Regions from separate parts of the Mus musculus genome. Here regions 1, 3, 4 and 5 are each linked to region 2. The links are chromatin contacts, called in public HiChIP or PLAC-seq and promoter capture Hi-C maps. All regions are on one chromosome and are shown on one strand. Each heading gives the region's core, a stretch centred on a gene start, on an enhancer-like site or on the middle of the called end of the contact. The rest is flanking DNA. Distances are from core to core; before and after follow the strand shown.

Region 1 (4,295 bases), core at 760-3,259, 950 kb after region 2:
AATGCAATCGAGTAGGCCAGGCATGGTAGTGTGTGTCTTTAATCCCAGCACTGCAGAAGCAATGGCAGGCGGATCTCTGTAAATTTGAAGCAAGCCTGGTCTACAAAGTGAGTCTAGGACAGTCAGACAGTCAGAGGTATATAAAGAAACAAAACAAAACAAAAAACCCAACCCTGCCCACCCCAAAACTATCAAACACAGTGGAACAGACCTGTAATCCCAGAGTCTAGAAGGCCAGAGGATCACGAGTTCAATGCCATCTCCAAACTACATAGCAAATCCCAAAAGTTCCAGGTAACAGCCTAGGGTCAAAACACACCACAAAAACAGAGGGAAGGAGAGGAAGACGGTAGTGGAGGGGTGGAAAGGAACATAAAGTTCAGAAATGAAAAAAAGTTGTGCACCAACTATATATGTAAAAAAAGAAATATTCGTCAAACCTCGAGGTAAAGAAGTCAACGGAGCAGCTACGATTACTGGGGTTGTTGCTGGGAAATGAGGAGGTCAGGCTGAACAAAGGCTCCTCTTCCCAGTTTGTGTAGGTGCAGGGGAGGACAGATAAATGTTCATAGGGGCTTCCCTGGCCAGGTTAATCCTGAAAGCCAACCAGAAGGGTCTTTCTCTGTGGCATCTAGGACTAACATGGCCAAGCTCCAAAGTCCTTTGCTAAAAATAGGTGAAGGGAGTGGCCCAATTTTGGAATATGGCAGTCTATGTTCTATTCTCTTATGTGTATATGAGGGAGAACTGTGCCAAGAGGAACCAATAATAAACGCGGTTATTTGTTCTGTACATATTTAATTATTAATACTGAATTTTAGACTGATCACGCACAAAATGACGAAAAGAAAATGATGGTTGCAATGATATGCTACAAACACCCCAAAAACCGGAAGGGAGGAAAAAAAAAGAATTATCCAAATTTGTACCTCTAGATATACCTTAGATCACAAAATTTGAGAAACAGGACATTAACCATTATAAAGTCTAACCCTTTTCACATTATAGATGATTTTAAACCTCCAGAAAATGTAAGATAAGATGTCTTAAATTTTAAAATGCTAAGATCATGATTTCTAAACCATGGTAGCAACACTAGAGAAAAAGAAGTTAAAAAGAACGTTCTAAGAAACAATGTCTGGCTTATAAGGAAAATGATATTACATTGGTGAATCTTGGCAGAAAACAGCAACACCACACCACATCACAGTCGTTTAAAAGTTTAGAAACCCGGAGTCCTCTAACTTTAAATCCATGCAGAGTGAAGAACATCCGCACTTTTGCCTCAGCTGTGCACATCCATTCTCGTGGGACAGAGGACTCAAAACAGACAGGACGAAGACCTGTCAATTCAGGAGATCTCACAAGCCCGCCAGCGAGTCCGCCACCTGTTCGCTGCTGCCCAGAGAGCCCAGCAAACTGAGGCAGTGCGAGGACCTGGGGACGCCTTTGTTGTTCTCTAACTGGGGAAGCGACCTCAAGTCTAACCTCGCGCCTCCAAGCTGGAGCAGTCGGCCAGGATCTGGACTCGGAGGAAGCCCTCTCGCTCTGAAAGGGCAGGCGCAACACTCTTGTCATCTACCAGTCCCTGGAGGGGGGAAGGGTCACAGGCGAGGAGGGCTGGGGGACAGAGCCGAACCCCAACGCTCCGGGTGGAAAAACAGTGGATCGGGAAGAAGTGCTGAGAGAAGGGGGAGGCAGAGACCCGGCGCCTAGGCGAGAAGGGGCGAGGCCAGAGCGACGCCCGGGAAAAGCTCGAGGGCAGACCGGCAGGCAGGGACGAGGGGGACGGTGACGGGACCCCCTACCCAGCACGACCAAGGAGGACCTCTTCAGCCGGGACCCCGAACGCTGCACCCGAGCCACCGCGCTCACACCCTGGCGGCGGCGGGGACTCACCAGACGGCTGCAGACACTGCCCAGCACGACATGGGACGATTACGGACCCACTCTGGAACCAACAGAGTGGCGGAAACCGCGGCGTTAGCGTGACCCGGATGCGCATCCCTAGCCACCGGAAGTAGATGCGGGACCGCCTAACAATCCACACCCCGTTCCGACAGAACCCAGAGGACCAGTCAATCGTCTCGGGGCGGGGCAAGGCTTAGGTCCCGCCCACCTCGCAGACCCAGTTGCGTGATTGACTCCCTGGATCTTACGCACGAGATGACTTTCCGAGGATGCTGGTGCTGCTAAATTGCCGCCGCCTTCGTGAAAAGTACTCCCGCCCTCCCCAAAACAAAGTCAGATCAGGCTGATCTCGAACTGGGGACCCTCCTCCTTCAGCCTAGGGCTTGTGCCTCCATGCCCAGCCACCGCTCTCATCTTTGAAAGTAAGTTCTAAAAAAAAAAAATGTGTGTGATTCCTACCGTAAAGGGACGACGAAGTTGAAAAATGTTGACTGCAATTGGTCGAGTTAGAAAGACTAGGAGAGGAAAAATGGATGGGAACTTTTGAAGACACTTGAAAGGCTAACTCAAAGTGAACATTTCTATCCGAAAATTTAGTTTATACCTAGTATTATATTACACTTGCAGCTGCCTTCATTTTGTGCAAATTGTTTTCAGGAACATTTTGTTGTTTTTGTTTTTGTTTTTGTTTTGGTGTGTGTGGGGGTGGTTTTTTGTTGTTGTTTTTCCAAGAAAAGTTTTTCTCTATGGACCTTGGCCTAGAATTCCCTCTAAAGATCAGACTGGGCTCGAAATCAAGAGATCCACCTTCTTAGCTCAGAAACATTTTTTAATGCTTCATTAATTCTAAAATACAACTCAAGTGTGGACGAGGAATGGAGTTGAAGACAGGCTTTGTATAGTTGTCAGTGTATTCAATTCCATTCATGTTTGAAGGGAAAGACCCTCAAGAAAAAAAGACCCAGGCTGGTGAGATGGCTCAGTGGGTAAGAGCACCGGACCGCTTTTCCGAAGGTCCAAAGTTCAAATCCCAGCAACCACATGGTGGCTCACAACCACCCGTAATGAGATCTGACTCCCTCTTCTGGAGTGTCTGAAGACAGCTACAGTGTACTTACATATAATAAATAAATAAATCTTTAAAAAAAAGAAAAAAAGACCCAGAATTACAAATATTAGATTAACCCACAAAGTTTAAAAAACAAAAACCTAGCTTTTCAATACAAATAAAAATAAAAGATTTTTATTAACTGCTTCTATTTCAACAATTTTCTAAGCAACTACTTTTTGGGGAGCGAGCATCTTAACTGCTCTTTCTCACACATCACACCTACTTAGCACAATCAGTAGATGCTGTCTTCAAAGTCTTTGCAGAATCGGACCATTTTCCACCTGTGTTGGTATGAACCACAGTCAGTATGTAATTCTGAGGGTCCCATTCATGTTTGCTACCCTATACTCAATACAGAAGAGAGCCTCCCGTGAAAGCCTTAATCAGATCGTGTGCTTCTTCCAATGGCTCTGTCTCAGTGTGAACACTAAAATCCTTACATCACCTACAGGACTCAGAAGACTTTACTCTTCGAGTAGAACTCTAACCTACTTTGTCCTACCTTCCTTCCACTTACAACAGACTGGCCTCTGCTGTTCTCCCAGCCTGCAGGCAGGCTCTGGTGCTGTCTGCTTTCTACTCCCTCTACCTAGAGTACTTTTCCCTGAGACAGCTCTTTCTTTCACCTTGTCACCCCCTTTACATCTTCGAATGAGCCTTCTCACTGAGACCGCCTCTGACGCCTCTGATGCTGTGCTAGAACAGGAGCGATTGTCTCCCTTGTACTTTCCTACCCCCTGATAATTGTTCTCATGACGTTTGTCCAATCAGTTTCTTGGGGGGTTGGCGTACGGTCTCCCCACCAGAATATAAGTTCTGCAAGGGCTTGGATTTGGGTTTGGAGGAGTGGTTGATTGGTTGGTTAGTTGGGATTTTGTTTTTTGGTTTTTTGGTTTTTTTTTTTTGGTTTGGTTTTTGTTTTGTGTTTTTGAGATAAGGTCTCTTGTGTCCCAACTAGATTTGTGGTTGAGAATGGATTTGAACTCCTGATTCCTCTGCTTTCTTCTCTCAGGTACTAGAATCACAGGTGTGAGTCTGTGCCCTACTGGCATGTTTTTTTTTTTTTTTTTTTTGGGGGGGTGTATTTTAGCAATGTTTAGCAATATGTTACTATGTAACATATGTTACATAGTAAACAGTCAATTCATGAAAGCATAGATTAATTGCTCATTGGTTTGTTTTTTGTTTGTTTTTTTTTTTTTTTGACTGACATGAACCACCAGCTCCACCAGAGGGAGCCCACAAACAATGTGATGTCCCCAGACACTCTTCC
Region 2 (4,134 bases), core at 432-2,931:
GTGTTCAATAAGGTCCATCTTGGAGAGGAGGTTGATGTGGGGCAATTCCACGTGCAGCATGGTGGCCAGGGAGGTACACAGGACGGAGATGAACTTGGCTGGGTCTGTGCAGTAGTGAGAATCCACAAGGTGGACAGCAGTCAGCTGTGAGCAGAAGGTACAGGGTGAGAGGAAGACTGACCTGGTGAGGGAGGACACTTCTGAGCCCACATCTCCCTCGAGAGCCTGGCAGCCCACGGATCCAGTGTACCCTTCCTTAGTACTGTTCTATTCCTTCCTTAGTACTGTTCTATTCCTTCCTTAGTACTGTTCTATTCCTTCCTTAGTACTGTTCTATTCCTTCCTTAGTACTGTTTTATTCCTTCCTTAGTACTGTTCTATTCCTTCCTTAGTACTGTTCTATTTCCTGTTCATGTGCCTGCTTGAGACAGGGCTTGATGGCCCAGAACTCTTTCTGCCTCCACACCACATTGCTGGGGTTACAGGCCTGAGATATTTTCCTGCCTCTTGTTCTTAATTTTTTTTTTCCAAGACAGGGTTTCTCCGTGTAGTCCTGGCTGTCCTAGAACTCACTCTGTAGACCAGGCTGGCCTCGAACTCAGAAATCAGCCTGCCTCTGCCTCCCAAATGCTGGGATTAAAGGCGTGCACCACCACCGCCAGGCAACTTAATTTAAATTTAATAACATCATGTCCTCCTCCAAGAAGATAGGGGGCAATTTTACCATTTTGTCCTTCCTACTATTCTGGGGACCAAACCCAGGGACTGTGGCCTCTGCTTGTTAGACAAGTTCTCTACCACTGAGCTAATCTCCAACACCTCTTCCAAGGTCTCTTGCACAGTTCCTGCAGTGGACAAAGGGTTCAAATCACACTGCACCTACCTCTCTACTCTTTCATCACACTTCTGAACACCAACTAACCAATCACTAAGCCACTTTCTGTGTAGTCACTTCCACTGTTTTTAAAATTGGGAACTGTCACATTCATTTTAGAGATGACAAAACTGAGTGAAAGGACTTTCCAAGACCATGAAATGAGTTGGGGCCGAGCTAAAATTCTATCTCAGAGGCTTTAGTTCTGCTTCAAACTTAACTCAGCCGCTATCTCCCAATGTAACTTGGGGGCGTGGCACCTATCCGCCTCCCGGTCTCAGGGATTCCTTCTGCCCGACCCGAGACACACCCTGAGGTCCCACTGGGCCATTTGGGAGAAGATGCTGCGTAGGGCGGTGTGGTGCGTGCAGAGCTCCACCTGGCCGGGGCAGTCGAAGAGAAAGTAGTGGCCTCGCAGGGGCTCCAGCTTGGCGCGCAGCCAGTCCAGGTTGGCTTCCAGGTACTCCATGCAGTAGAGCAGGCCACCGTTGGGCCCCAGGCGCAGCGCGTCCATCACGTCGCCCAGCCCCACCAGCTCGCCCACGTCCACCGCACACTCGTAAGGCAGTCCGTCGTTAGCGGGGTCCAGGTTCACCACCGCCACGCGCCGCCCCAGAGCGCGCAGGAACTCACTCATGCCCAGGCAGTACGTGGTCTTCCCCGAGCCCGGGGGCCCGATCACTGCCTGCCCGAAGGCCGTAGTCGGGGCGGCCCCCGCCATGGGTGGAGCTGGCAGCCCACGGGCGCCTCACCAAGTAAACTCAAGCAGAAAAACGAACAAACTACCCGGCAAGGAAGGGAAAAGTTCCGACTTCCGGATTCCGCCGGAACTTGTCTGGAGAGGAAGTCCCACCCACACGGCCACGGCATAGGCTGTGGTCACGCAACCGCACACCTCCGGTTTTAAGATTTCCCCAGGCTTCACTAAGGCAGATCTCCATGCCGGGTAAACTGGTTTATTCTCGCACCGATCCGTCTCTAGGCAGAGGGTAGACGTGGTAAGGGACCGCGACGCTCTCTGGATCAATTCTCTGGTCCCCTTTCCCAGCTTCACGGAGCTCTTCAGACAACCCTCAAACCCGACTGGACGGTGCCACAGGCAGTCCAGATCTTCACTGTTCTGGGCAAACCCAAACAAGCACTAGGGCCTGGAGACCAAGGGAAGGCCTTTAGGCACAAACACCCCAGGAGACGGAGGGGCTTTTGGTGATATCATCTTTGAGGTAGAGAAACTGGGCATGCTCAGGGCTGCTCCCAGGCTCTGGGCTGCTTCTCAGGTCCACAGGGCAAGATCCAGGCAGAGGGCTAAGTCCCTGCCGCAGAGTGATCCTGACCAAGGACATAGGCTCACTCGGGCTCAGGTCTGTCCAAGGCACAGCTAGAACCCTTCACAAAAGTCATATCTGTCCGAAACTTCATGCTGGTGGGTGGCTGGCGCCGGAGCAAGGTCTCCCCCTGGTCTTGGGGCAGAGGCTCATCATAGATGGTGGAAATGAGCCCCAAGCCAGTTCGACGGGGCCTCTTCAGTTGCCTAAATGGCTGTAACTTCTCTCCATGGTATCTGGATAAAACAGAGCTCTTGGTGAGAAGGCTGCTCTCTTCAAAGCCCAGTAAAGAGGTTAGCAAGAGACAGGAAGTAATTACTACATATCTGGTTTGTTCTATCAGAGCGGTCTCATGCTCATAGCACAAGAACCCGGGGCAAGGACACACTCACTCCTGAGCCACACCTCCAGCACCAAAGACAAAGCATTGTCTCCAAATTCTGCTCTCCAGCCTCTGGAGAGGAGTGTCAACTATCAGGGACCTGGGAATTTTCATTTCCACAACAGACTCCCTTATGAAGCCAAAACCCAGACTTGAGGAAATGACTTCCCTGAGGGCCCCGTGATCCTTTAAGTTGTAGGATTGGGTTTAAAATGAAAATAAGGACAGTGTCATCTATTTCTACACCTGCTGTGAAGCTGTTCATTTAGAGGGGCCCACACCCACCTCAAAACAATGGCAAGAGGGAAAGCAGACAGCAGCACAGCTGGACAATGGCCTAGGGAGCCCCTCAGGTGCACTCACCCCAAGCCGCGCTTGCATCTAGGATGCTGGCCATCTCCATCCAGGGCCTCAGGCACCCCGGAGCACCTGCTGCCCAGGCCCTGGCCTTCAGCCCAGCCCTGGCGCTCCATCACCTTCCGGCCGATGCCCTGCAAAGGAAGAAGCGAGAGTCCAGAGAAAGAAGTGGCTCAAGTGTGGCAGGGGTGCAGGCTCCATCACTTGGGAGATGGAGCAGAGATTTAAGTTCGAGGTCAGGCTGGGCTACATATGAGACCCTGCCTCAAAGGATGTAAGAAGAAGAGGGAATGGTTGGGAGGCAAAGGCAGGCGGATTTCTGAGTTCAAGGCCAGCCTAGTCTACAAAGTGACTTCCAGGACAGCCAGGGCTACACAGAGAAACCCTGTCTCGAAAAACCGGAAAAAAAAAAAAAGGAATGAAGGGAAGGGAAGGAAAGAAGAAGGGAGAGTGGGCATGCTCCTTGGAGCAGGAGGAATGGAGGAAGAGGGAATGGCATTGTGGTTAACCACACTCACTTACCTTGGTGTGGCGCTCAAAGGTGCCGACTTGGCCACCTAGCACAGAGCCATCTTCCTGACCCTCACGGAGTCTCCGTTCCAGGCGCATTTGGACAGAGTCACGGGCATCCTTGTCTCCTCCATCTGCAGGAACACAACCCATTCTGTAAAAGAGTCCCTGTCCCCGGGAGGATGAGATGCTGGGGTCCCCTCACAAGATCTCTGACTCATGTTCACAATGTCCTGTAAAATGTTTTACGAGCTTGGGAGCCCAACAGGAACAGGAACCTTGGCTCTCTTCTTCCAGATGAGGCAGGGTGCAGACATCAAAGAATGGCAGAGATAAAACCAGAAGCCAGGTTACTGGGAACCAGAGAGATGGTCCAGCAGTCAGTGTACTGATCCTCTACAGGACCTGGGTTCACTTCCCAGCATGCCCATGGCAGCTCACAACTGTCTGTAACACCAGTTCCAGGGGATCTGATGCCCTCTTCTGCACTCCAAGGGCACCAGCACATGGTATACTTACATGCAGGTAAAACACATATTTGTCTAAGACAAAAATAATCAGTCTCAGCTGGACATGGTGGTGGCGCACACCTTTAAATCCCAGCACTTGAGGGGGAGAGACAGGTGAATTTCTAAGTTCAAGGCCAGTCTGGTTTACAGAGTGAGTTCCAGGACAGCCAGAGCTAC
Region 3 (4,336 bases), core at 95-2,594, 930 kb before region 2:
TTCTCTGTATAGCTCTGGCTGTCCTGGAACTCACTTTGTAGACCAGGCTGACCTCAAACTCAGAAATCTGCCTGCCTCTGCCTCCCGAGTGCTGGGATTAAAGGCGTGCGACACCACGCCCGGCTCCAAAAATGTTAAGAGGAAAAAAATGTGAAAGTTTGTTACCCTCAAAAAATTACTTCAGCCAGGCAATGGTGGCCTTTAATCTCAGCACTTGGGAAGCAGAAGCAGGTGGCTCTCTGAGCTCAGGGACAGCCAGGACTACACAGAGAAACGCTGTCCCCGGGGAAGAAAATGACTTCGGTTGTAAGATGACTTTAAGAATCCTCAATTTTTCAGTCGGGTGTGGTTGCACACGCTGATCGTAGCACTAGGGAAGCAAAGAGGTGGATCTCTGAGCTCAAGGCCAGCCAGCTCTACACAGTGAGTTCCAGAATAGCCAGTTACATAACAGAAAAAAAACCCTGGCTCAAAACAAAACAAAAACCAAGAATCTCCAATTTTTCATCAGCAAAAAATGGTTAACAGCTGCTCTTTAGACTGCTAATCATACTATTTAAATCTCAGATCTCCACCTGTTCCATTCAATCTGCTTTAATAGTCTCAAATCAACAGCAATCTTTCTAAACTCCAAAAGTCACATTTCTCTTGAAACTACTTATGGGGACATATCATGTTCTGCCTAGGTAATTGGACTGATACTAGCATATAGCTGGACCAAACAAGGTAATATTACTTAAAACCCTAAACACAACGGCCAGCATAAGATGCTAAACAAGCAATTGTCTAACACTTGTTGGTAATAAGCGAACTGGGGGAACCTGGATTACTCAACCCTCTTTCACTAGTGAAAAAAAAAAAGATTAATGACACAGCCAACGCATATTAAACGCCCAATTAGTCTCCAGCACCCCAGGGATGCTCATTTAATGTTGGGCCAGATCCCCGATCTGATCTGCATTTTCCATGTTGCTGGTTCTGGCAAACTGGGTAGACCGCACCCTGTAGGTGACCAGTCGTGGAGCCCTTCCCAGCATGCCACAGGACGCCTGAGGCGCCAGTTCAAAGGCCTCACGCTGCCAGTCGCCCCGAATCCCGTCCTCCCTTTATGCCGACCCCCTCCCTTCAGGCGTCCCCCAAAGCCCGCGTATCGCCTCAATATTGGCGTCCCACCTGCATCTTCCGCCTCTTCAGCGCCGCCGCGTCCAACCACACACCACACGCCTCCTCCTCGGGCCCTCTATGCCTCATGGCGGCCGCGCACCGCGCACCACTGCAGCCGGCGTTAGCGCCAACCCGCGTTCAGATCTCCCGCCACTGCAGGAGGCAGGGCTCTGCCCGGCCGTAATGACGTAAGCCCCGCCCCTAACCACGCCCAGTGCGCTAAGGAAGCCGGGCGGTTCCCGGGAGCTCTTCCTGCTTTGCTCTTCATTCCTGTGTGGACTCTGCACCCTCTGCATGTGTAGGTCACTACCAAGTTTGGTTTGGCAGGACTGCACTTTTTTTCAGAAATATATATATGAATACATATTATAATATGTAATATGTATCCACATATATAATATGTACTCATATAATTTGTGACTATACTATATAAGTATTATAGAATACATGATAAAATAAAATACATGCATATACTCTATAAGTGAGTGTATATTAATATATTGTGTTGATATATTTATGTAAATATATTTATGCATAATTTTTAAGAATTATGTTGGGGGGTGTCTGTAGGCATGCGCGCATGAGCATAGGTGTAAATGGAGGACAGAAGAGTAGGATTCCGAGGATGGAGCTAGAGTATAGGCTCTTCTGAGTCACCATATAGGAGCTAGGAATCAAATCAGGGTCCTCTGCAAGAGCAACCAGTGCTCTTAACCGCTGAGCCATCTCTCCAGTCTCAGACTGCACAGTTTTACTCCAGAGCCTCCCCTCCTGGAGCAGTGGAGCCAGGTTCTAGACCCCACTCTAAACCCTTTTGTCCCTGGCTGACCCAGTGGTTGGTTACCCGACACTAGGGGTTGCCACTAATTGGCATGTAAGAGTAACTGAGCCAATACATGGAAGATCTTTGAAAACATGAAATAAAAAATCGAATCAAGGAATTGGGTGGTGGAACCACAGGCCTTTAATCCCAGCAGAGGCAGGTGGATTTCTGTGAGTTACAAAACAAACCTGGTGTACAGAGCAAGTTCCAGGACAGAGAAACACTGTTTCAAAAAAAAAAACAAAAGAAACAAAATTGGAATCCAGGGATGAGGCTGTAACTTCATTTGTTAGAGTGCTTGTCTAGCAGGCATGGGAGGCTTAAATGCAAACACTTGAGAGACAGAGGCAGGCAGATCTCTGTCAGTTCAAAGCAGAACTAAAAGAAAGTTTGTAATTATTATTTAGAGTTACAGGAGATTGTGAGCCACCCAATATGTGTGCTGGAAATCAAACTCAGATCTCCTGGAAGGGCAGGACACACTCTTAACCAGTGAGCCCTCTCTCCAGCCCTGGGTGAATATTTCTTGTAACTTTTCGTATGTCTGGTTTTATATAAATTTTATATATGAATTTCATATGTATTACACGAAAACCCTTAGAATATATTATAAGTGGCGGGACATGTCCTATCTGTTTCCTTATTCATCTGCAGTTCTGGGGACTGAATGAAGTGTCTCATGCAAGGCTCTTCATGAGCAGTTCCCAGTCCTTTCTTTACTTCCAGACAGAATCTCTCTGTTTCCCAGGCTGGCAATCTGGCCGATCTTTAATCCCTCAAAATGCCAGATAGGAATATAATTACACACATGCGCACACACACACACACACACACACACACACACACTGCATTCCCAACAACAGTTCTGTGAGACCCCAACTTAAAGTGTTTCTCCCTGGAAGGTAAAGCCCCTAAATGTTCCCCAAGCTTGTTTTCCCTGATCTCTAAAAACACAGCCAGAAAGAAGCTCTTTGTTCTCTATAGCCAGCAAAAAGCCTTTTTGTTTCTATACTTTACAACCAGAGATGCCTGCCTTCCTGTGCGGAGGACTCGGGAGATAAAAATTCAGAAAGAACTCACTCCCCACTCCTGCCTTGTAAATTTCACCAAGGACACCTGGAAGAGAACTCTCTTCCCAACTCCTCCCAACTCTTCCCAACTCCTCCCAACTCCTCAGCTAGCTGTTAAAAGCCCTCTACTGTCACTGCTCTGGGTGGAACTCCCCTGCCCTTCTAGGTGCCAGGGGTTCGTCCTCAGCTAGCTGATAATAAAACCTCTTGCAATTTGCATCAGGTGGGTTATCTCTTGGGACGTTGGGGTGTTGGCCAGCTCATCCCGGGACTTGAGCAGAGGCCCAGCTCCGGGGGTCTTACAGTTCTACCCTTTGGTAAAAATGTACCATGAACCCCTACGGCTCCACATGCACCCCTTCAGCACCTGCAGCTTCATGCAAAAAAGCAAACAAGAAAAACCCAAAAAAACACAAAAATCCCACCTCCTGTGAACAGGGCCCCTCCCTGGAACAGGAGTCAAAACAAAGAGGAAGCAATATCATAGTCATTTTATTGAATCTAGGGCATATCAGGGACCAGCCTTGGCTCTCAGCCCCAGGGACCAAACTTGCCTTTAGCCCCCCTGAACTCCCTGCATCTCTGCATCTCGAATCTCGGTACAGGCTTCCCTTTTGCCTGCAACGCCCTTCTAAGCTCAGCCTGCAAACTCCTCACCCTTCCTAAGCCAAGGCTCTGCGTGCCCTGCAGTGCTGACTAGTCAGCACTTTGAGTTTTCCTTGACAATTCCTAACGGTTCTAAAGCCTGGAGCCCCAGGAAACAGTGAGCTAAGGAGTCATATCTCAAAATCATAAATGAGTTGTGGGGAGAAGCTGGAAACAGTGTGCAAGAGATACAGGCCAATGCTAGCTGTGAGGCTTTCTGGCTGGGCTGTGATGCAGGGATGTGGGCAGGAGAGGGGATCTCTTATCTTTGGAGACTCTCTGGAACCCAGCGATCCAGGCTGTGGTGCAGGGGACAGTGAAGTTAAAACACTACCCATCGTTGGGCCTGTTTCTTTTCCCTCCACCAGTGAGCTCTGGTAGGTGGTGGCTGCTAAGACTTCCACTCCCTCTCTGCTCAAATTTGACACTGGCCTGAGTCTTCTCGCCCAGCAACCTGAAAACCCCAAACCAGTGTGGTGACCAAAGCTGAACTCCAACCCTTAGCCCTGATAGGCGGCAAGGGAGGGGCAGTCAGGAGTCCTTCATCTCTGCCCCTCCCAGGGAACTGAGCAAGGCTCTACAGCTCCCAGCCAATCTGCAGGCCCAAGGATTGGCTAGCAGCATCACTTTGGCC
Region 4 (3,925 bases), core at 683-3,182, 720 kb before region 2:
TTCATGGTGACTAGCCTTCTAGCCTTCTCCAGCACAAAGAGGGAGCCTATCTATGTCTGATCCATGATGGTTCTTCACAAAATGTATCATCCTGGGCAGGGCTGGCTACCATGTGCTCGGTGGACCTTGCTGGTCTAGAGATATGTTTGTGTGTTTGTTCACTGAGAATACGTCTCATCCCAGACTGGCTTTGAGCTCAGTGTGTGGCTGAGGATACCCTTAAACTCCTGATTCTCCGGCCTTCACTCCTGCCTGTTGAGATCATAGGTGTGTACCATTGCATCTGGCCTACTGTGGTTCTGAGGATGGAGCCCAGGGCTTCACAGATGCTGGGCAAGCACCCTACCAATTGAGCTACACCCGGTCTCAATATGTAAGCGCGACTGACCAGGAACTTGCAGTATAACCCAGGCTGATCTTCGATTCACACCGATTCTCCTGCCACAGCCTCTGGAGGTCTGAGATTTCCTGTGTGAGCCGCCACACCTGCTGGCTTCACCTCTTTTTGAGGTGAGGTCTCTATACACAGCCCAGGCTGGCACTTGTGTCCGCCCACCTCAGCTTCCACTGCTCACCCTACAACCTCCGTCTATAGATTGTCTTTTGCTGCCTTTCAAGTTATCCCCAAATTTAACTTTAAACCATAATAGAACACTGATTTTCACAGTTTTGGTGGATCACATTAGTCAAGAGTTGGTGTTTCTGGCTCAGGGCCTCTAAGAGTCTGTGGTAAAGACGTTGACTGGACTACAGGCCAGTTTATCCGAGCTAGGGGAGTCACTTTCAGAGTTTACAAGCTGTAGCCCTTAGCTCATGTACCTGTCTACAGATCCCCTGGTCACCCCTAAACCATGGCTCAAAGCAAGTGACAATGGCAGTGCCTTTTGTGAGGTGGCCTGGAAGTTACATACTATCTGAATTTTAAATTAATTTTTACTTATTTAGTTTGCACGTATGTGCATAAGTGTGTGGAGGTCCAAGGACAACCCACAAAAATCAGTTTCTCCCCCTCCACCGTGTGGGGCCAGGAATAGAACTCAGGTCAGACTCAGTGGCGAGTCTCTATAGGCAGATCCTCTCACTGTGACTGAATTCTACTGGGCTCACAGCCCGAGCCTGAAGCTCAGTGAAAGGGGCTTGCACAAGGGCGTGGACAAAAGGAAGCAAGATGCGGAGGGAGCTGCTGAGGGCTTTCCAGGAGGCTGTCCTAAGCATTTTATAGGTACTGATATATTAGTTCATGAGGTTCATTCCAGATCCATCCCCATTAAACAGATAAGGAAAGTGCGTCATATGCTCGCACACTGGGTAATAAGTCCAATGTTAGGTTCCCGGAAAATTGCAAAGAGCTGGAAGCTTGAATTGCCCCCAAATTCACAGCCATAACCGGGAGTGGGGTGCATAGAGATGAGGTCTCCCTTCCATATGAAATTCAAGGCCAACCTGGGATACATATGGGACACATGTCTTTTAAAAAATTAAATAATAAAAATGGTAGCGGGGACCATAAGAGAAGGTTCCCTTCTTCCTTCACTCACACAGCGAGGGTGATAGACATGAGCACCCAGCAAGGGACTCCCAGGCTCCAGAATGGTGAGAAATCCATTTCTAGTGTTGAATTCTGCTGGTGTTGCTATGGCAGCCCAAGTAGATAATTGCATTTTTAACTCGTGTGTGTGTGTGTGTGTGTGTGTGTGTGTGTGTGTGTGTGTGTGTGTGTGTGTGTGACAGAGACAAGAGACACAGAGGCTCACAAAATGTTCACACAAGCTTGAGTTTAAGGGACACTCACTTCCTCTTCTGCCCTGGGCATACTGGCTGGCTCCCACATTTCCCGGTAGGCACCCCGAGCTCCCCAGAAGGACCCGGAAAGACTTGGAGGAAGTGAGCCGGGCACATCGCCAGCCAGTGGCTCTCTGCTGCCCCTGCCGCCCTGGTGAGCCAGTCTTGGGAGTCCAGCTGTTGCTGTGCCCCACCCCCTCCAGCTGGAACCCAGGGCTTGCCACACACAGCTTCCAAATCACAAACAAGGGCGGGGGTGGGGGTGGGGCAGACTATATTTAAACCTGCGGTTGCTCCATAAACAAGACTAAAAGACAAGTAACACACTAAGGGGCAAAAACACCAGAGACCTGTGTACAGATGGAGTGTCAGCGCGTGAGGAGGTCAAAGGGTAAGAGAGAGGGCAAAGGGCACACAGAGGTGGTTCACAGCACACGGGTGCACTGAGCCCCCAACAAAGACAGAGGCAGCGTGCTTATCTGCATTTAACTTAACATCAAAGGCATAATAAAGTCAGATTTTCTTCTATAAAACTAGACAAACAAATATTAACGATTGGCCCCTCTTGAGACCTTGGGAAATGCAATTTGATAAAAATCACAATGTAAACTATTCATGCAGGGCTGGAGAGGTGGCTCAGTGGTTAAGAGCACTGGCTGCTCTTGCAGGGGACAGGGATTTGACTCCCAGCTGCCACAGGGAACTCATAAGTGTCTGTAACTCCTGGGGGGGGGGGATCCAACAGCTTCGCTGGCCTCCTTTGGGCACTGTATGTACATGGTACACAGATACACATGTAGGTAAAACACTCATACACATAAAATAACAAAAATGTAAATAAGTTCATACATGACACTCAGCTATTGTGCTCTGAGGAACCAGGTTTATGAAACCATCAGGAGACATATAATAGATATGTTTCGACTGTGCACATGTAAAGATTTTTTTTTGAGGCAGGTAGTTGATATATAACCCAGGCTAGCCCCACACTTGGGGCAATCTTCCTGCCTTAGCCTTCCAGAGTGCTAATTACAGACTTGAGTCATGATACATGGCTTGCTTGCAAGGTGTGTGTGTGTGTGTGTGTGTGTGTGTGTGTGTGTGTGTATGTGTGTGTGTGTGTGTGACAGACAGACAGACAGACATTGGACCTTAAAATCCCAGATGTGACCATCACTGGGAGAAACATATAATCGGTGGTCACAGTGGGGAAACCACAGGAGATCAGAATGAAGGAGTGTTGTTGCTTTTAATGTAGACGAATCTCTTCAACAGTGCTGAGCCGAAGGGTGGAGCTTATAGTCTTGTTTCTATAACACTCAAAGCAGGCAGAATAACCTAAGCTGCTACAAGCCAGAGCAGCAGGGCCTGGGGCTGTGGCTCCAATAATAGAGTGCTGGTCTCCAATATCCAGGGCCTTGGGGTTTGGAGAATTTTCTCAGGGAAGGAGTAACCAGAGGACATCCAGTAATGTTTGCCCTGTTCCTTCTAAAAGTCCCAATGATAAATCAGAGTTCAGTTCCCCCAAAGTCTCACACACACACACAGACAGATATACACAGACACACAAACACACATAGAGACACACATACAGACACACAGACAGACAGACACAGACACACAAGCACACACAGAGACGCACAGACACACACACACAGACACACACACACACTGCTCCCCAGGGAAACAATGAGTTTATTGAGTTTCTTTGCACAGCATAGGTCTTCACTGAGAAGTCTTTCCCCAGAATAGATAGATGATGGCTTCTTCACAGCTGTACCATGAAGCCCTCTTCCCTCCGTCCTGCACTTGCCCATAGACTGCAGCCCCTCCCAAGATCCAGAGGCGGTGTGTACTCAGGGCAGAATCCGGGAATGTCCAGGTATTGAGGTGAAGGGCCCTGCCCACTCCTTCTAAGACTGAACCTTGACAGTTGACCAGCCTAGCTGAGATGATCTTTTGCAAACAGACACAGGTAGCGGGTGTTTGGATCAGAGGACAGTGCTTTCCAAATACCTGGCTTCAGCCCCCAGCACCAGACAAAACTGAGAGTGCTGGTGCACATTAATAATCCATGTTTTAAGGAGGTAAAAGTAGGAGGATCAGAAGTTCAAGACCAGCCTCAGCTACAGAACAAATCTGA
Region 5 (4,105 bases), core at 47-2,546, 610 kb after region 2:
CCAAAGTTCCAATGAGAAAAGCAAAAGTCCAGAGAAAGCTAGCTCTCCTTGAGGTCTGCATAGCAATTAAAGGCCCATTCTTGCTAAGAGAACATGTCTCTGAGGCAGGAGACCCCTGAACACCAAGCGGCACCCTCTCACTCCCTCTGTGGTGCAACACACCCGGATCAAGGACCAAAAATGGGGACGAAGGCAGGGACCAAAGTTGGCTGCCAGCCTTGAGCCTGCAGCGGCCCAAAGCCAACTGGCCTCACTGCCCTGTGTTGCCATGGAAACAGCCCCTGCGGGCATTGGCGGTCAAAAGCAGGATTTCCGTCGGGGCTGCCAGCAATTCCCGGATCCCGACAGGGACGCAAACCTTGACCGCCACTGCGGATAGGGAAAAGCACCCAGGGAGGTCTGATGCCCCAGGGTGAGGTCTTCCCCAGGAAACCCAGATCCACGCCTCCAGCTGCTGGAAGGAATCCCCAGGGTGTCTGGAACCCGCTGCCCCACTGATGTAGCTAGAGGGTCTGGGGGGAGTTTGCAGACTCCCCGCTTCCCTCTGAGGAATCCAGATAGCCGGCCTCTGAGACCCCAGAACTGCACTCTGGACTCCGAGTTCTGCAGAAGTCACTCTCCTAGACCCCCTTCTCGGGAACTCGCGACCGATTTCCTCAGTATCCCCTCCCCCTTTCCAGTTTCCCCACCTACTACCCCTCTCTCATACCCCCTCAGCTTCTTTCCTTTTTCTCCTCCTGAAAGCCTCTCAGGGCTCTCCCTAGACGCTTTTGGGGGATCCCACAGTGCCTTCCTGTACTTTCAGCCCTCTCCCCAAATTTTATCAAATTTACAACACAGTTTCCCTCTCTTTCCCCATTTAGACTTTTAGGGGGAATTTTTGGTCTGCCTTCGCCGTACTGCCTCGGCCTTCTCCTAGGTTTTTATCAGCCTTTTCCAGCTTTCCTTAGTTTTCCTTCTTCATTTCCTTTCTGAATGGGATCCCCACCCCCATCTCCCGCTTTCAACTTGCTCAGCTCTCAAAGTTCAGGTTTACCCCCAAATCTTCCCTCCAAGGTGAGGACGGTTAGGGGCGGGGCAACATTTGCCCTACCAGCCCCCACCGGGTTTGGCCGCCTACCTGGTCTCAAGGGAGCCAGCTGCGGGTGACTCGATCTGGGGCGAGCCAACCCTAACTTCCAGCAACCAGGAGAGGCGATGTGGGGGGTAAAGTGAGGTGCTACCCGCCTCTGCCCCTACTACCTACTCTGGGGAGGGAGGAGGAAGCCGTCTCGGACTTCTCTTATTTTGGTGACTGCGGAGGAGGAGGCGGCAGCCAGAGAAGTCGAAGTCACGCCTCAGCCCCTAGACTGCTGCCCAAAGCCAGGAGGGGCCCCCAGATCCAAAGTCCGCTGGCTCCCACTTCCCGCTGTGGATGGGCTCTCCCAGCGCTGTCCCTGCGCCCCAGCTCCTTCCCAAAGGTTCCGGCCAAAGGGACCTGTCCCTTTAGTTACTAGAGTGGGATACCAAGGGGGTGGGGGGTTGGCCATCCCAAAGGCTCCCACTCCCCACTCATCTCCTAGGTAGGAAAACACAGAGCCAGGTCAGGATAACTTGGCCCAAGTTCACATAGCCTGTAGCCTTTACACTACTGTCACTACATTTGCCAGGGATCTTTTGCCTGTCACTTATACCCTGCCGCCTCATCTTTAGGAACTGGGCGGTGGAGATAAGGCCCTTGCCTTTGGGTACCTGTTTTTCACAACAATCAGCTCCCATCAGGCTACTGCCACACACAAGTTTTAGAGAAGCTGAGGAGAATCCTTAATCAATCACAGTGTCTCTAGGAGAGCCCTCCCTATACTCCCCCAGCCCGATACCCACCCTCCCTTTAAAACCAAGAGTTATTACCAGTATTACCTCTCTAAAACCAAGGTGCACTGAGACCCAGGAAATCCCCCTGCCTGGGGAGGGAGAGCTAGGGTTGAATTGGAAATGTTTGTGGGAGGGTGAGGGCTTAAGGCATGGAAGATTCAAGTGGGTGTCCCCGGGGCTATACTGATGATAGGCGATGACGATGCGTGACTGGGTTTAGAATCAACAGCTCGGACACATTATGCAGTCAGGTGTGCTTCTGTGTACAGACAGGGGTGTAGGGGGCTGTGTGTGAGCGCCCTAAAGTACAAGTTCAGGAGGATCATGGTGACACACACGGTGTCAGCAAGTGATGGATGCAGATAGGAATGCTTCTCTCAATGAGCCATGGCAAACACCTTTAACTCCAGCACTTGGGAGGCTGAGGCAAGCAGATCTTTGTTGAGTTTGAGGCCAGCCTGGTCTATGGAGTGAGTTCCAAAACAACCAAGGCTACACAAAGAAACTCTGTCTCAAAAAACCAAATAAAAGTGCTTCTCTCTTAGGAAAATATGAAGTGGGTGTAGGAGGAAGAAAGGAAATGTAGTGGAGGTTCAGGGACTGTGGGAGGGTGGCTTTACCCTGCCTGGATAGCACTGCCACCATTATAGAGCATCCTCTAAGTTGGCCTTGGCCATTGATCCATGTGTGCAATTAACAAATAAATGTATATCGTGGCCAATGGGAGCCCAGCCATAGGGAGCCCAGATACAAAAGGAACAGCCGCACCAGCTGCACTCCCAGCTACTCAAGAGGATGCTTGAGCCCTGTGGATTGGAGGACAGCCAAAGAGGAGTAGTGATTCTCTACCTGAGAGGAGGGAGGAAGGGAAGAGGAGGAGGAGGAGGAGGGGGAGGCAGAGGAAGGCAGGGAGATAGGACAGGAGAAGGCAGAGATTAGAGGAGATGGGAAGAGAAGACAGAAGAGGAGAGAGGAAAAGAGGAAGGAAGAAAAAACAGGAGGGAAAAGAGAGAAGCAAGGGAGAGAGGGAGGGAATAAGGGAGAGACAGAAGGACATACACTGATCTTGGAGGAATTGCTCTGTAATTCTTCTTCTAAGTCCAGCTCCTGGGTGGCTCCCTAGGGGCCTTCCCCAGTGTTCACACACTTTCCAGCAGAGCCCTCACCTGCTCTTGCCTGGAGCACTCTTCTTCTGGTCTGAAACCGGCTCCTTCCGGTTGGTTACTATGTTTGCTCCCTCCTCAGAGAAGCCTTCCTGACCACAGACTTCCGTCCCATGCTACCTGGTTGCAGAGACAGACTCCCTAGCTGTTGGTGCCCTTGGACAAGTTATGCTTGCTCTCTGCATTTCCATTCTTCATGCAATAAAGACTGCAGAAGACAGCACTTCACAAAAACCTTGGGAGAGACCCTGTAGCTGTCACACCAAGGGCCTGCCACGTGGTAAATGCTATTTGCTTGTGGACATCCATTCCCTTCTTCCTTAGATCAGACTTCACAGTTTTGAGTCACTGTCAGCGCTGGGCAGGATGGAGGCTAGGGCTCTGGGATGGATTCTGGCATAGTCGGCATAGTCACAGAAGCAATGCACAGGGCCAAGCAGCCACAGGATGACTCAACGAGACTGTTACTTCTCTCGATGCCCTATGTTCATGTTCCTTTAAGACAATCCCAGGGGCTGGAGAGAAGGCTCAGTGGTTGAGAGCAGATGGCTTCTCTTTCAGAGGTCATGAGTTCAATTCCCAGCAACTACTCGGTGACTCACAACCATCTGTCATGGGACCTGATGCCTTCTTCTGGTGTGTCTAAAGACAGCAAAGACAAAAATCAAAAGGCAGCTTGCCGGCCTCTGGTCTTGTCCTCTGTCTTCGCTTCCCTTTTCAGCCAGTTTGGCTTCTCCTGTCCTTGGTCAAGCCAGACCCATTGCTTGCCTAGAAGCTCAACCTATGAGAATCCAAGCAGCCACTTTCCCTGAGGAGACGCTGAGGCCAGGGCCATGACTCTGTGACTTCAGGAGGAAGCTCCTGGGGCCTGGCCAGATAGACACTGTAAAAATGAGTCTGCATCCCCTCAACCTTCTGGGGACTCGCAGCTTCTGCCACCCTGCACCACCATTTCTCCCTTGACAAATTTATCCTCTCAGCCTAGAGACATGTTGTAGAATCTGCTTCAAAAGAGAAACCTAAAGTCATACTGATTTGTTATTTTTTATTACATTATATATATATATACATATATATATACATATATA

The links. Promoter capture Hi-C pulls out the DNA fragments that hold promoters and counts their contacts. HiChIP or PLAC-seq counts read pairs in DNA pulled down with a chosen protein or histone mark.
Region 1: an H3K4me3 HiChIP or PLAC-seq map of bone marrow-derived macrophages shows a contact between it and region 2, with 4 times the contacts expected there. The contact joins the promoter of Eya3 here to the promoter of Gpn2 in region 2. A contact is called at or near these places in 1 of 39 promoter capture datasets (pre-B cells) and 1 of 115 datasets of contacts at active chromatin or transcription factors (bone marrow-derived macrophages).
Region 3: a contact with region 2 is called in an H3K4me3 HiChIP or PLAC-seq map of bone marrow-derived macrophages, with 3 times the contacts expected there. The contact joins the promoter of Aunip here to the promoter of Gpn2 in region 2.
Region 4: a promoter capture Hi-C map of hippocampal neurons shows a contact between it and region 2, with 2.7 times the contacts expected there. The contact joins the enhancer-like site here to the promoter of Gpn2 in region 2. A contact is called at or near these places in 2 of 39 promoter capture datasets (hippocampal neurons and pre-B cells), 1 of 484 Hi-C or Micro-C datasets (palatal mesenchyme) and 2 of 115 datasets of contacts at active chromatin or transcription factors (intestinal crypt epithelium and microglia).
Region 5: an H3K4me3 HiChIP or PLAC-seq map of embryonic stem cells shows a contact between it and region 2, with 5 times the contacts expected there. The contact joins the promoter of Fgr here to the promoter of Gpn2 in region 2. A contact is called at or near these places in 2 of 115 datasets of contacts at active chromatin or transcription factors (embryonic stem cells and microglia) and 2 of 9 other capture datasets (embryonic stem cells and pancreatic islet).

The regions. Positions count from the first base shown.
Region 1 is chr4:132,636,760-132,641,054 of GRCm38.p6, reverse strand. Eya3 (EYA transcriptional coactivator and phosphatase 3) reads right to left here and starts at 2,009. Exons shown (of 17, transcript NM_210071.2): 1 at 1,900-2,009.
Region 2 is chr4:133,581,920-133,586,053 of GRCm38.p6, reverse strand. Gpn2 (GPN-loop GTPase 2) reads right to left here and starts at 1,681. Exons shown (of 5, transcript NM_133884.2): 1 at 1,185-1,681; 2 at 1-144. The coding sequence starts at 1,595. Gpatch3 (G patch domain containing 3) reads right to left here. Exons shown (of 7, transcript NM_172876.2): 5 at 3,461-3,582; 6 at 2,945-3,072; 7 at 1,812-2,435. The coding sequence ends at 2,222.
Region 3 is chr4:134,508,007-134,512,342 of GRCm38.p6, reverse strand. Aunip (aurora kinase A and ninein interacting protein) reads right to left here and starts at 1,344. Exons shown (of 3, transcript NM_001081099.1): 1 at 1,174-1,344. The coding sequence starts at 1,251. It overlaps Paqr7 (progestin and adipoQ receptor family member VII), which reads right to left. Exons shown (of 2, transcript NM_027995.3): 2 at 2,106-4,336.
Region 4 is chr4:134,305,693-134,309,617 of GRCm38.p6, reverse strand. No RefSeq gene overlaps it. Among named protein-coding and RNA genes, the nearest start is that of Trim63, 7.5 kb to the left of the region's middle. Within about 2 kb of position 1,932, at least 54 of the 459 cell types and tissues checked have an H3K27ac peak or open chromatin away from gene starts, as enhancers often do. A contact at or near this core is called in hippocampal neurons, where this site is marked.
Region 5 is chr4:132,971,286-132,975,390 of GRCm38.p6, reverse strand. Fgr (FGR proto-oncogene, Src family tyrosine kinase) reads right to left here and starts at 1,296. Exons shown (of 13, transcript NM_010208.4): 1 at 1,121-1,296.